2 separate regions of the Mus musculus genome follow, and region 2 is linked to region 1. A link is a contact called in public Hi-C data. All regions are on one chromosome and are shown on one strand. The core of a region is the stretch at or near the end of the contact, and the rest is flanking DNA. Distances in the headings are between cores, read along the strand shown.

Region 1 (7,077 bases), core at 1,848-4,347:
TCCAGGCATGGGGCACTTGGCCCTGGGTGGGATCAGCAGATATCTGCCAGGTTGTATTTTTTCCTCTTTCCTGCATCCTGATAGATAGTGAAACTGAGGTGGGGAGATGTTTAGCAACTTGTTCAAGGTCACACAAGGTCAAATGGACTTGGAGCCCAAAGCTAGCTTCAGAGACTGCCTTTCTCCATGCTGTTCTCTGCAGAAGCAGGAGGTTCTAGGGAGCCAAAGGGAATAAAATCAGGATAGTACAGCAAAGGGGGCCAGCCTGGTTGGGGGTCAGGGGGAGACATTTCCTACTTGTAAAGCATTGAGCCCACCCACAGGGCAAAAAGAAAGAGTACAGGTGTTGCAGATGATATGCCACGCAGCACATATCATCCCTGTGGGATGGGGAGCATACATCAAATGATATGCAATCTAGGGAAAACCTATGCCTTGTAGGGAACCCCTGGCTCAACTTGGAATCACTGTTAACACAGAACTCACTTCCAGGAGACAGGCACGTGGACGGGAAGAGAGGCAGTGTTGGATGGTCAGACATGGGTTGGGGGCAGCTCTCTTTATCTCTACGTTCAGCCAGTGTAGGAAGAGTCACTAGCCACTGTGCTATGTGTCTGAGTCAATGGTGGGGTATATGGAGGCTTAGAAGTTTCTCATGGCCTGTGTGTAGTGGCTATTAAATGTTGAGTAGATGGGTGGATGGACAGATTAGTAGATGGATGAGTGAATGGATGGATGGATGGTTGAATAATGATTGGAAGGAGGAAGGAAAGATGGAAGGATGGACAGATGGATAAGAGGAAGGAAAAAAGCAAGAGGGAAAGGAAAGAAGGAAGGAAGGAAGGAAGGAAGAAGGAAGGAAGGAAGGAAGGAAGGAAGGAAGGAAGGAAGGAAGGAAGGAAGGAAAGAAAGAAAGAAAGAAAGAAAGAAAGAAAGAAAGAAAGAAAGAAAGACAGAAAGACAGAAAGACAGAAAGGAGAAAAAGACAAACAAACAAGTAGATGAACTGACAGATAAGATTTGGTGATTATCCACTTGAAGCAGAGTATATTCCAGGTCCAAACTCTAATGCTCTATCATAAGGGTAAATCCAGGTCAAATCTAGAACATGGAAGCATTTCTTGGCATTTTTCTTGGCCAACCAACATGAAGAAATGCCTTGGTCCTTGGTCTTCTTAGTATACTGTAGACAGCTGAAGGGCAAAGCAGAGATGTGCTGAGCACCCACTATGTGCCCGGCATCCTTTAGTTTGCAGTGTAGGCCGGCATGGGATGAAGCAGGAGCTACAACCTTAAATAAAAGGATAGCCAGTTCACATCGTCACGACTGAACTGAAACCCAGGCCACGGCTGCCAATTTCTGTAGCCCTAGGTTTCCCAGCAGCCATCGGGAAAGCAAGACAAGTAGGGAGGCATTTCTTCATGTCCTTGTGACCTAGCCTGTGACTCGCCTGTGTTTTGGGTTCTCTCTGTGCACTCTGTGGGCCTTCAAGAGACCCCAGGCCAAGGCAATGGGCTAGTGAGTAAAGAGAAAGATGCTGGGGCTATTTCCACAGTGAGACCTGCAAGGGCATCTTAGTCAGATACAGGACCCATTAGTCACTGACTCGGGTGGGTGGGAGTGTGGAATGGGTCAGGCTGTGGGAGGGAGCCAATACCAGCCCCATGGAAAAACAACTCAGGACCCAAAGCTGGTGGGTGGATGCCCGGGTGGGGATGGGCAGGTTCCTCCTCCCCAGCACCTGTTCTGTCTGACATGATGCTGAGGGAGACGAGGGGAAGATAGGAAGATGCCAGGGACACAGAAGAGGGGAAGGGGCGGGCGGTATGCCTTCCTTCCTTCTCTGTAAACAAGCAGAGCTGCCTCCTGACCACACTTCCTCCCCCATCCTAGCTGTGCTGTGTGATATTCAGCAAGGGTCTCCCTTCTCTGAGCCTTCCCTTTGGCCTCAGTGTTTTGTCTTAAAAGTCACGAGAAATACCAGTGAATGTGTTTGTCACTAGGCTGCTCTCTGCCTCCCTGGTTAAAGTTGGCCCTGCTCCCTTGTGCTTTCAGAGGCCAGCTATGCTCCTGGCCACCCAGAACAGGGCAGAGGAGAAAATCCAGAGCAGGGACCATAAGTCATGGAGACAATGGTCTTCTAGAAGCCCCAGAGGGGGCAGCGTCATGGGCTAGGAGACCAGAGCCCACCCAAGGTCTTGGACTCAGGAAATTGCTCACATGTTACCTTTACATTTGCCACTACATTTTGTCAAATTGTGTGTTGGGGCTTCCCAAGAGTTCCCATGTTAGTTGTCAGAATCAGGATGAATGTGAGACCTTACCAGGGCTTAGATTGTGGAAAGGGGGATTATTAGACCAAGTGACCCCGCGGGATACACGCTCAGAGTGACTCTTCTGCACGATGGCTTCCACTTTCTGCGACATTCTTTCATAGGCTTATCTTAGCAAGCTTGCAGGGAAGCGGACTGTGCCACTCCAGAAATGCTTTAAACCTTTCAGTGTCTCTCTCCACCCCGCCCCCACCCCAGCCCCTCCAGGTTTGCAGTGTGTGTGTCTGTGTGTCAAAGTAGAAGAGCTACAGAAGAGCTGTGGATGCTCAGGGTGGCCCTCATCACCCTCAGCCGACTGTGCAGTACACTGCTCTTGGCATGGCCTCAGAGATGGAATAGTCAGAGAAAAGAAGGTAGTAGGATCAGGAGCCTGGGAGCGTGGTGGGTGGCAGCCCTGTCACCAGTACTCCTGCTGCTGGCCAGCCGTGTGGCTCTGCGCACTAAGGATGAGAAAGGGGAGCCCATCACTTCAGAATTGGAGCCGCTGCCACTTCTAACTGCGCGATTTTAGGCAAGTGTCTTCAATTCCCTGCTCTGATTTGCTCATCTCTAAATTGGGAATAGACAGCTTCCTGTTTATAACATGGTGGTGGGTAGGAAAGAGCTGGCCACGGCTGGATAGTGGGCGGCTGTGGAAACACCTCAGAAACACTGAGTTGATGTCAGATGGGAATACGTCATGGCTGCCGCTGTGCTGGGGTTGGGGAAGCTGGACTGGGCAGCCTGGAGTTGAGAGTTGACTGTCTGGTCTCTGGGAGCTGCTGTTCTCTTCCTCTGTAAAGTGAATGTGAACCCCATCTGCTTGACAGAGCTGTCTGTAACCACACAGTATAGCATTGGGAAGCTGAGGCTGAAACACATTTGGTAATACAGTGTGGGTTGGTACAGTGGCTTGAGGTGGAGGGAGGACCCGGGGAAGCCCAGCTTTCTTTCCAGGAAGGGAAAGTTCGTGGGGCAACCCTATTCCTCCAACTTGGCTGTATTTGCTTTCTGAGTCCAGAGTATACCCAGCGCTCAGTGGGCAGTCTCTAGGACAATGCAAGGTGTTACCTCACCATTGCCTATGAGTGACTGCTGAGAGAGGGCCTCCCTCTTTGAGCACACTAAGCCTGTGGCTGTCCCAGAATGGGGAAAGTCACAAACATTTGACCTCATAGCGCCTGCCTAAGTACCCTGGGCACTTCTCCCCGCAGGCTTCCCGGAGTTCCCCATTTAAGGAGTCGCTCCTTACATGCTCATGACCTCCAACTCTCTAGGGCTGTTGCAATCTGATCCGGGCTGCCCGGAAACCCCCCTGGGCTGCTGAGGCCACGCAGGGCCAGTTGTTGCAGGCTTCTTGGGCATTGCCACATTTAGGAGCATCGATTCAGGATCTATTTTCAGACGTTTTCTGTTTCCTTTACAAGAAGCAGCAGGAGGCCAAGGGAATTCAGCCTTCGAGTGGCTGTGAAATTATTCCAAATACAACATCATCTCGTGGACTGTGTATCGGGGCTCAGGTGTCATTGCACCATAGTCTGCTACAGAAGGTGGAAAGATACTGTAATCCACCCTCTTGGGAGTGGGAGAGCTCACAGTGGGGATTTTCTAGTGGTTGGCTTTTTTACTTCATTTTTAGGACAGTGATGGCACACGTGAACTGTCTGTGGTATGGCTGCCCACCCAACAGCCTTCCCTCTACTTTCCCTGAATCATTGACCCATTTTACTGATAAAGAAACTGAGGCACTGGGAGGAGAATTCACCTGAAGCAGAGCAGAAAGTGGCCAAGAAGCAGCAGGGACCCAGGGCCACCTGAACTGGGATCAGCCTGACAATTGGGTGTGTCTGTTCTGACAAGGAATCTAAGATGTGAGATAACTGGTTTGGGGACCTTTGACAAGTCACCTGGCACCTCCTTGGACTCTAGCTTCAGTCTCTGTTTTCAGGTTGGGCTGGCTCAGAACTTCTTAAACTTTTACACAGAGAAAAAGAAATAAATTTCTTTGGGCTTCTGTTTTTCCTTAAACACTCTCAGGCATAACAGAATACACAGGTACTATGGGATACAGTCCTATAATCATTAACATAATAACAATGTGTCAGGGCTTATTTTATGCACGTGGAGGCCAGAGAGCAACCTTTGGTGTCATCCCTCAGGATCCAGCCACCTTAGCTTTTGCAACAGGATCTCACTGAGGCCTGGAGATTGCTAATTAGACTAGGCTGGCTGGCCAGCGCACCCCAGGATCTGCCTGTTTCTGTCTCCCCAGCATATGCTCATCTTTTTTAAAATGGGGGTTCTAGGGATCAAACCATGCTTGCTGTGCAAGCATTTTGCCCACTGAGCTACTTCCCCAGCCCCATATATGATGGTTTGTTTTAAATGTTATTTTTTTTTCTCTCTCTCTTACATCTTCAAGTAGAGTCAATGTTCTGAGCAGATGTCCTTGAACTTCCTGGAGTGGTGCCCAGGACCCCCACGAGGACTAGAAACCCGAGAGTCAATGATTCCTGAGGACAGATCCAGCAAAACTCCCATCATGTCTGTGCAGTCTGAAGTCTTGGCCAGAGTCCAGGAAGCCCAGGCAGCAGCAGCCTGGCTCTGTCTCCAAAACCACGGAAAGCCTTCCCTGCTCCCACAGTCCCCTGCAGAGGAGGAACCTAGTCTCCTCACTGCACCCTGCCCAGGGGCAAAGGCTGGGCAAGCCAGCTGCAATCAGACTCGCTTTCCTCTGGCTGCCCAGGTCATGCCAGAGTAGAGAAGACTTGCCCTCCCAGGAGGGCAGAATTTGAACCCCAGAATTAGCAGATGTGGCCTTGATCGAGTCACATGACTGGCCAGGGCCACCCTCTGTGGAAGCCCCTTCTTCATAGAGTTCCAGGGACATGGCAGAGAGCAGAGAGTAACAGATTGGAGTCTAGGGATCTAGCATGTTAAAGATGTATACTCTATTTTAGGACTACAGAGCATCAGCAATTTCCCCCATTTTAAAAAGCCCCTTTTCTGAAGCTATCTACCCTCCCAATCTTTCCATAAGCCCGAAAAATTTCTCATGATAAGCAAGGCCACAGGGAAATGTATTGATGATCTTTATTAAGTTGTAGTTGTTATACTGGGTTTCTGGGCTGCATTCCACACTCCATCTTCTGTTTAATTAGCCATGTGACCTTGGCATGTCTTCATCTGTTAGGGTGGAGGATGTTAAGGGGGCAAATGAGCTGCTGTGAACAACTTCTGTGATGTTCCAAGATCAGTGGGACCTGGGGCCCAGAGACACAATGGGCCCTTTAGCCTAGGACTCTGGGCCCAAAGAGAAGGGTGTGTCTTGGGCCCTTTGGTAACACACAGGTGCATCTAACTCAGAGTCATAGCTGGAACAGGTCTCAGTTGAGATATGAAAGGAGGTGGGAGGGGCTTAGGGAAGGTACTGCAACAGAGGAGATGGCAGGAGATCAAGCTACGACTTGCTCAGTGCCCATGATCTCTCAGACCACCTGATGTCACCTTGTACACCTTGTATTCCACCTGGCAAAGGGGAAATCAGGCCAAGCCACGCAGCTCATGAATAGGGCCTTCCCAGTATAGGCTGATAAGATTCTAAAAGTCTATGCCACTTAAGTGGGCACCTTCACTGCTGAGCCAGGGATAAGAGCCTCAGTTCTTCCCAGCAGAGTTCATGGCTAGTATCCAAGGAAACAATGAGGTTGGACATCAGGTCTGAGAGGAGAGAGTAGCCAAGGTCAAAGGGCCTCAGCCAATCTGTGAGCCTTTGTCTATGGAGAAAGGCAGCACTTTGTCTCGGGGCTGCTCAAGAGCGCAGCATGCTCAGTCTTCTTCGACCATTGACTCAGGGGGGAAACCTGCACAGTCCTGGTCTTCACACTGCCTCTGCCTGTAGTGGACATCTGCTATAGACTGAAGCTAGAACATAACCTGGAGCTCGGCCCTCGGGCTACAGATGCATCTCAGGATACCTGTGCAGGTGACAAAAGGTCACCTGGCCAGGTGTGACCTGGTTTCTGGTTGTACACAGAGCTAGGTGAGCTGCCAAATTCTCTCCCTCTTCCTAAATCCAGGAAGCCTTGTCATCCTCGAGCTCATCTTCTCGGCTCACCACCACCACCTCCTCCCCCAGGCAGGGCCAGCTGAGCAGCACAGCCTGTCCAGGGTAGGTCTAGCCTCCCTTCTCATGGGACATCATTCACCTGCCACAGGTTTTCTCAGAGCGGAGCTCTGGGTACCACTGCAGCTCAGCTGTGTTACACAGGTCAGCCGCTATGGAGGCTCAGAGCCTGAGCTCTAGAATTGGAGTTTAGCACTCCTGAATGGCCCATGGAGGGTCTAGGTGACACTCACGTGCTCCCAGATGCTGTACTTGCTGCCTAGTGGCTCACAGAGAGGGGTCTCCTTAGAGACAGTGTCTCCTAGCACAGCAGCCTACAAATCATTTCTTCGAGCTGTCACTGTGACAGTGAGGCTAAGTTGGTTCTGATTCAGTGTTGTCTTGTCCCCCTCTCCCTGCTCTCCTCTCCTCCTCTCCTGCTTGCTTTCTTCTCCCTCCAGCCTCCACTTACTGGAAGCAAAATCTCCCAGCGCATGAATGGCAGGGAGGGAGGGAGGCTCCAAGACAAAGAGCCGACTTTGTCTGGCGGTGAATTTAGATAGCATGTGGGTGGCTGTGGAGCAGCACAGACTTCCTTCATCTGCCTGTCACCCAGCTCCCTTCGCGTTGGCGGAGAAGGAGAGATGGGCTTCATTCTC
Region 2 (7,077 bases), core at 3,346-5,845, 120 kb after region 1:
TGAGTTCTGGGAATCAAACTCAGATCCTCTTCAAGAACAGTGCCCATTAACCACTGGCCATGTGTCTCCAGCCAAGTTTATTTTATTAACTTAAAGGAGCCAGTTTCTGTGAAAATAGGACGATGAGAGAAAAGGAAATAGTTGTGGAAATTTTAAAAATGTGACACCTGAGAAAATGTTAATAGGTAAACTGTATGACGCAATGGGCGTGGGTAAAGACCAGGTGACCTGGAAGTCAAAACCAAGAAAATCAGTTGGTTTTTTTCTGGTGGTGGTGAAGGGGAATTGAGAACTAATAAAATTCAGTATCAATCAAAGAGGAGAGCAAGAAGTAAGCCCTCAGACAATGGGGTAAAGATGAAGAATGGCTAGAAGCGCAAAGTATGTAGCCTAAGAAATGTTCTACAAGTTAAAGAAATGTACTCAGGTTTTAGACAAGGAAGAGAACATGGATTCAGGACAGAACTCAGTATAACTGAACATTCCAATTCATTTTGGTGAAACTCCAGAGAAAGAAAAAAATAAAAAATATGTAGGAATTTATCGTGAGTAATACAAGACACTCTAGCCAAGCATTCTGGGCAGTCTTTCAAAAGTTTGGAAGACAGGACTTTGAGGCTAAGAGTCTTACTGTGTCAAATTTAGATAGGAAAATAAAAACGTGTTTTACAAATGGGAATTGGGAAAGTTTACCACAGCCCCCTATGCTTTCTAGGGGAAAAAATGGATCTATACCTATCAATCAAAAATTTTTGCAATATTTTGTAATTTTTGTCATTTAGAAAGTCTCTAAGACAAAAAAAATGTGTTAAGACAAAGCAGAATGAAACAAAAATGTCTACTAAAATACCACTGAATTGGAAGCTATTTGCAATTGCTACCCACTGGCTTGGGAAAATCAATTTTCTTCAATGCAATGTGACTGGGGACATCAACCACTCTCCAGAGCAGGCCCATGTCCAGGAGGAACTGGCCAACACCAAATCAAAAACATTTTTAAAGAATCCAAAATTGTGATGCTATTAGATTGAAGAGGCGAATGGAGAAAACTGTAAATATTTGTGACAAAGTTTCCTTGCTGTAGAGTCACTTGGGCCCATTCACACCAGCTGGTCCCAAGGGCATGAATGATAATACATTCATCATCAAGTTGTGTAATCACTTCTCCTAGTTGAATTATTCTATAGGCTAAGTTATAATATGGAAGTGAACATGGGTGTAGGGACACTGGACAGTGTAGATAAAGATACAATGAAAGCATGAAGGCAGACAAGAGAGTAAGGCTCAGAGAGAGCTGGGAACTTTCATTGTTCATAGAATAACTTAGGTGAATGTTGGGGGAGAGCCAATGCAAACCTCCCCTCAGACTCAGAACCAGAGTCCAGTGTGGATGGCTTAATTCTATGGATTAGAAAGCATTGTATGTGGGGAAAATTAACAGTTGTAGACGAAACAGCCCCTAGATCACAGCAGTACTCTCTGGTCTTGATGCATTTGTGATTCTGAACATTGGCTGCATCATGATGATCTGAGCCTCGAATGCCCCATCAACGTATGATTTTGGAGGAGTTCATTTAAGTAGACAGAGAGAAAGCTGATTGCATCTGTGTCCCTGGCCTCGTATACCAACTCCTGAACCCTAAAAACCTTATGCACACACAACACTGGACAAACACCCAGCATGCTCACCCTACTGAGCCACCTGTCGTCTTCTGACCTCGCCCACAGCTACTTCCCCTTTCTCCTTGGTGCAATCCCACTTTTTCTTCAGTCTGGTGTATATCTCCATAAAGCCATGCTTGTAATCCCCACCAGCTCTCGATTACGGGTGCAAAGTTCATGCCTTTTTAAAGCTTGAGGCATAACATACACAAAATTATAAATACACAAGCATAAGCCTTATAATAGTTGTTGTATGTGTGTATGTATATATGTGTGTTATGTAATAAATATTTAACTACATCAAAGTGTAGAGCATTTGTCAGCCCAGAAAGCTACTTCCCAACAAAGAGAGAGAGAGAGAGAGAGAGAGAGAGAGAGAGAGAGAGAGAGAGAGAGAGAGAGAGAACTGATCTGCTTTGTAAGGACATAAAACAGTCTTTATCTACATTCAATATATGTAGATGCTGGTAGTCGATTGTTTATAAGTTCCCTCACTTGCTACTGTATCCGGAAGACCTAGGTTATTTTTTATGTTATGTTATTTATTTATTATACAGGGTTCTGCCTATATGTATGTCTGCACACCAGAAGAAGGCAACAGATCTAATTATAGATGATTATGAGCCACCATGTGTTTCTGGGGATTGAACTTGTGACCTCTGGAAGAGCAGCCAATGTTCTTAACCTCTGAGCTATCTCTACAGGCCCTGAGACCTAGGTTTTTAATCCTATACCACTGCTTTGTTCTTTTCTATTACTATGTAATAATTACAGTGTGAATACCAACATTTATTTATCCATTTGATTTACTATTGCCATTTAGATTGTCCCCATGTTTTTGCTGAAGAAAATTGCTTTATTTTTGTTATTATTTTTAGTATACAAATACATATATTTTGGTAGAATATATCCCCAGGAATGGAAATTCTGATTCAGAGGTAGGTGTGCTTAGCATTAGCTTTTGCCAACCAAGTAGTAAACAAAGTGTTTGTTCTCCTGGCCTAGAGACTGGCCATCCTTAGTGCCAGTTTGGTTGTTTCATGTTAGGGCTTCTAGTAGTTAGGTGGTTGGTTTACTGTGTAGTTCCCAACTGAGTTTGTTGGTTTTCTCTTCACATGCGTTAATGCTCTGCTTTCAATCATGGATCCAATATGAATTTGGGAGAAATAGAAACAAATGACAGTACTATAAGCTATATAGACTTCACCGATACACAGTGTTCCACCTCAGCTAGACAAGATAGAGCTCAAGGTACTAGTATTCTCCCTGAGATAGTGTTTGCCAGAGATAGACCTCACAGATACAGTGTTTTACTGCAGACAGACTGGAGAGACATCACAGATACACGGGGGTTTTACCTTAGGCAGACCAGATAGACTTCATAGATACACAGTATTCAATCTCAGGTAGACAAGTCCTAATAGATTCAAAGTATTCTACTTCAGGTAGACCAGATAGTCTAGATAGATGCACTGTGTTCTACCTTGAGGACTGGTGAGAGGGCTTAACAGGTAAAGATGCTTGCTGCCCTAGCCTAGAAACGTGAGTTCTATCCTTAGAACCCATATAAAAGTGGAGAAGAGGACTGGCTACATAAGGTTGCTCCCCCAACATCTACCATACATGCATAATGGCATGCACTCATCATGCACTGATTATTATTACATATGATAAATTTAGTAAGCGCTCAATATACAAAATCATAGAAATAAGTTACTTGTCTATACACTGGCAATGATCTATCTTAAAAGTAAGGTAGGAAAACAATATCATTTGCAGTGGTACACAAAACAATAATATAGTTAGGAATAAACTTAACCAAGGAAAGGAAAGAGTTATATACCAAAACCAAAAAAATTCTCATTAAGAAAAATTGAAGACCCAAATGTAAAGGCATCTTGCATCTCATGTTCATGAACTAGAAGAATTAATGTTGTTTAATTTCCATACTGTCCTAAGAAATCTACAGATTTGGTGTATAAACATACTAACATGCTCTTTACAGGAATAGATAAAACCCAATTTTATATATATATGAAAATCCCTATGAAAAACTAAATCCTGAAGAAAAATAAGAAAGCTGGAAACAATGCACCTCTTGGTTGCAAATTATGTTACAAAGATACAGTAATCAAAGCAGTACAGTATTAGGCATATAGACCAGTGAAACAGAATAGAGATCTCAAAATAAACCCATACATCTATGGCCACCCATCTTTTGCCAAGAATACACAATGATGTATTCATATCCACATATGGAGAAATGAGACTGAAGCTTTACCTTATATCACACCTACAAAAATCAACTCAAAGTGGATTAAGGACTTAAATGTAAAACCTAGAATTGGATCTCACCGTCACACAGGAGAAAAACTTCATGGCACAATCAGATTGGCTGTTGAGTTGAGCTCCTTCCTGATCCTATTAAAAGCATTGCTGTTTGGGGGTGGGGGTGGGGCTCGGGAGATGACCCGATGGGTGATGTGATTGTTGCACGGGCATGAGGACCTCAGTTTGGGTTTTCAGCTCCCACATAAAGAGCTAGAACAGGAGGTGTGCGCCTGTAATTGCAGTGCCAGGGAGGCGGAGCTAGGGGTGGGGGGAGGGAGAGGCATGATCTCCCATTTGAACTCAGAGCTTGCATATTGGGCTAGTCTCGCCAGCCTGTCCTGGGGGGGGGGGGGTCTCCCGTTTCCACCTCCTGAGGTCTGGGGTTACAGCCAGCCTGCCTGACATTTACGTGGGTGCTTTACCTGCTGAGCCATTTCCACACTCTTCCTTTCTTTCTTGATAGAAGCTATCCTAACTAACGTGGGTGAGAGGGGATTGGATTCTGGGCTTGAGTTCCTTTTCTCTAATAATCAGACCTGCTGGACATCTTTCCCTGTGCTTATTGGTTATTTGAAGAACTTCAGAGACGTCTGCTGGAGTCCTGTGGTCATTTTAAAAGCAGAAGTCCTTGCTTTTGTTGTTGCTGATTCGTAGGCATTCTTTACTGCATGGAACTTACTCTGTCAGAGCTATAACTACAGCTATGTCCTCTCAGTCTGCAGGCTTTTCACCCTCTTCTGATTTGACCATTGACGTGTAGGGGTCACTGATCTCAATGCTGTCCAGTTTAATCTTTTTGACTTTTTTGCTTTGTGTTATATTTAAAATATCATTACTAGTTCCAACATCACAAGGCTTTTCCTGTATGTTTTCTTCTAAGGGTTTTATAGTTTTGGCTTTGTGTTGAGGTCTTGTTTCCAATTTGAGTTGACTTAGGCCGTTTTCAGTTGGACTGGCCCTGTATGAGGAGTTCCGTGGAACATTTGAGATGGAGCAGATAAATAAAACATGTTGCAGAGTGGTCATGACTGCATGCCACTGCAAGGACAGTAATGTCCACCTGCCACACAGGCATGAAGAGAGAGACTGTAGGCAGTGCCCTTGTTCACTGTGGGCATAGTCAACAACAGTGATCTGCCCTTCTAGTATACTTATAGGATGTGTGTGCTTCTATGCCTGTGCGCCCACTCACATGCCTGTGTGTATATGTATGCCTGTGTATGTGTGTGTGTGTGTGTGTGTGTGTGTGTGTGTGTGTGTGTGTGTGATGTTGTAGTGTGTTCTTTCCTTAATTAAAAAATTATCTATCTACTGTGTGTATATGAGTGAGCACATGTGTACCATGGACAATTTGTGAAACTTGGTTCTCTCCTTCTGCCGTGTAGATTCCAGAAATTGACCTCAGGTGATCTGGCTTGGCACCAAGTACCCCTACCCACTGAGCCATCTTGCCACTGGCCCTGTTGTCCCATGTCCTATATATGTCCCTTCATGGTAGACAGAAGAACCCTAACTACTTAGGCAGCTTTTTGTACCAATGTCACTTAAACAAAATGTGGTCAAAAGACAGCTGGAGACCTACTGGGCGCTGACAAGCATACAGGCTGCTGTAGAATCCAGATCTGTTCCAGGCAGTGATCCTGGCAGAGCACAGTAGCCAGAAGATACGAGTCTGACCCGGTCTCCTGACAGGTTCTAGTCTTCCCCAGGGTGTCCTCAGTAGCACTTCCTGGCCCATTGAAGATAAGTAGGTCGGCTTAAGTTCACAAGTGCCCACTGAGTTCTCTCGGTGTCCAGACATGGCTTTGGATGCTTCTAGGGAAGGCAGATAAAAATAAATGACAAGGCAGGAGGGCAGCATGCTAACTAGGTGGATAACAATGGGCAACCCAGTGGATGAATTAGCCCCAAGCATCTGGGCTCTGCTGGGCCCCTGCTGATATGAGCTGCGACCCCAATGCTGGCTCATTTTCAGCATCACTGGAGCAAGACATCAGCATGGCAGACACTTTTCCAGGTAAAATAAAACACACAGAAGTTCTTAACAAGGCCAGCCCTCATGGCGGGAAGAAAGGCTGCTGGGAGTGGTATGCTTTGCCCTCAGAGTTAGAGCTTGAGTCCTGTCTGCAAGGCTGTGTGGCCCGGGCCCTGCAGGGTCTCCATTGCAGAAGGCACCTGGTAGCCCTGACTCAGCTGTAGGCTCGGCTCCTTGGCAGCTTTGTGATTTTATACCTCGGTTTCCTAATATGTAAGACAGGCATGATAAAGGCGGGTGGTGGCGGAGTTGTTGTAAGGAACAAATGGGTTGATTTATTTAAATCCCCTCAGGACAGTCCTGACATGAGCGGGAATTTTAGGGCCCAGTCCAGACTCAGAACCTGAGCATATGCCATCGCTGCCTCTTGTCACTGTGCCAGTGCCCCAGGGTGACGTAAGCAGGACAGCAAGTTCTAGCTTTCTACCTGCTCCATAAAGGCTGGGGATCTTGTTTCTGATTTCTGCATGTCAACACCAGAGACGTCCATGTCAACCTCTCTGGTAATAATAGTGTCACCTTGGTTCCTGGGTCTAACAGGAAGACAGTTCCCAACCAGACACAACTCACTTCCTTCTATACAAACAGTATACAAACTTAAGTGACTTAAAGAACGAGAGCTTTGACCTACTGGTTGAGAAGCATTCTGAGTTTGAACCCAGGACTGACTCCCACAATCTTTCCTAGGCCCCCCACATTCACAGATGACATGCATGCCCACATGTATATACACAGATACACACACAGTGTTGCATTAGGGAGTGTGAGGGGGCATCACCCGAGAAACCTGGACCAGGCCCCCCCAGCACACCTAGGTGATAAGACTCCCTCTTTCCTGGGGTCAGTGACCACAGCTCTGTGACGGCACATGTGAGATACCACTGAGCACTCACAGTTGGGTCTGAGGTGGGATGCAGGAACTCATCCGGAACCTACCCCAGGGCAGCATGAAGCCCCCTTCCTTGACACTCTGGGTACCAGATTCCCAGATCTCGACATCCTGTGTCCACATTCAACCTCTTAAGCTCTCTTTGCACATGCGCCTGCCT

The links. Hi-C and Micro-C count contacts between places; a contact is called where the count stands out from the background.
Region 2: a contact with region 1 is called in a Hi-C map of bone marrow-derived macrophages, with 43 read pairs. The contact joins two enhancer-like sites. A contact is called at or near these places in 1 of 15 datasets of contacts at CTCF or cohesin (CD8 T cells), 9 of 484 Hi-C or Micro-C datasets (the AML12 cell line, the MC3T3-E1 cell line, bone marrow-derived macrophages and 5 more), 5 of 115 datasets of contacts at active chromatin or transcription factors (cardiomyocytes, double positive thymocytes, embryonic stem cells and 2 more) and 4 of 9 other capture datasets (adipose tissue, embryonic stem cells, liver and 1 more).

The regions. Positions count from the first base shown.
Region 1 is chr4:119,963,369-119,970,445 of GRCm38.p6, forward strand. All of the region lies in intron 1 of Hivep3 (human immunodeficiency virus type I enhancer binding protein 3), which reads left to right. Among named protein-coding and RNA genes, the nearest start is that of Gm38632, 66 kb to the right of the region's middle. Within about 2 kb of position 3,098, at least 110 of the 459 cell types and tissues checked have an H3K27ac peak or open chromatin away from gene starts, as enhancers often do. A contact at or near this core is called in bone marrow-derived macrophages and microglia, where this site is marked.
Region 2 is chr4:120,083,341-120,090,417 of GRCm38.p6, forward strand. All of the region lies in intron 3 of Hivep3 (human immunodeficiency virus type I enhancer binding protein 3), which reads left to right. Among named protein-coding and RNA genes, the nearest start is that of Gm36215, 12 kb to the left of the region's middle. Within about 2 kb of position 4,596, at least 5 of the 459 cell types and tissues checked have an H3K27ac peak or open chromatin away from gene starts, as enhancers often do. A contact at or near this core is called in bone marrow-derived macrophages and microglia, where this site is marked.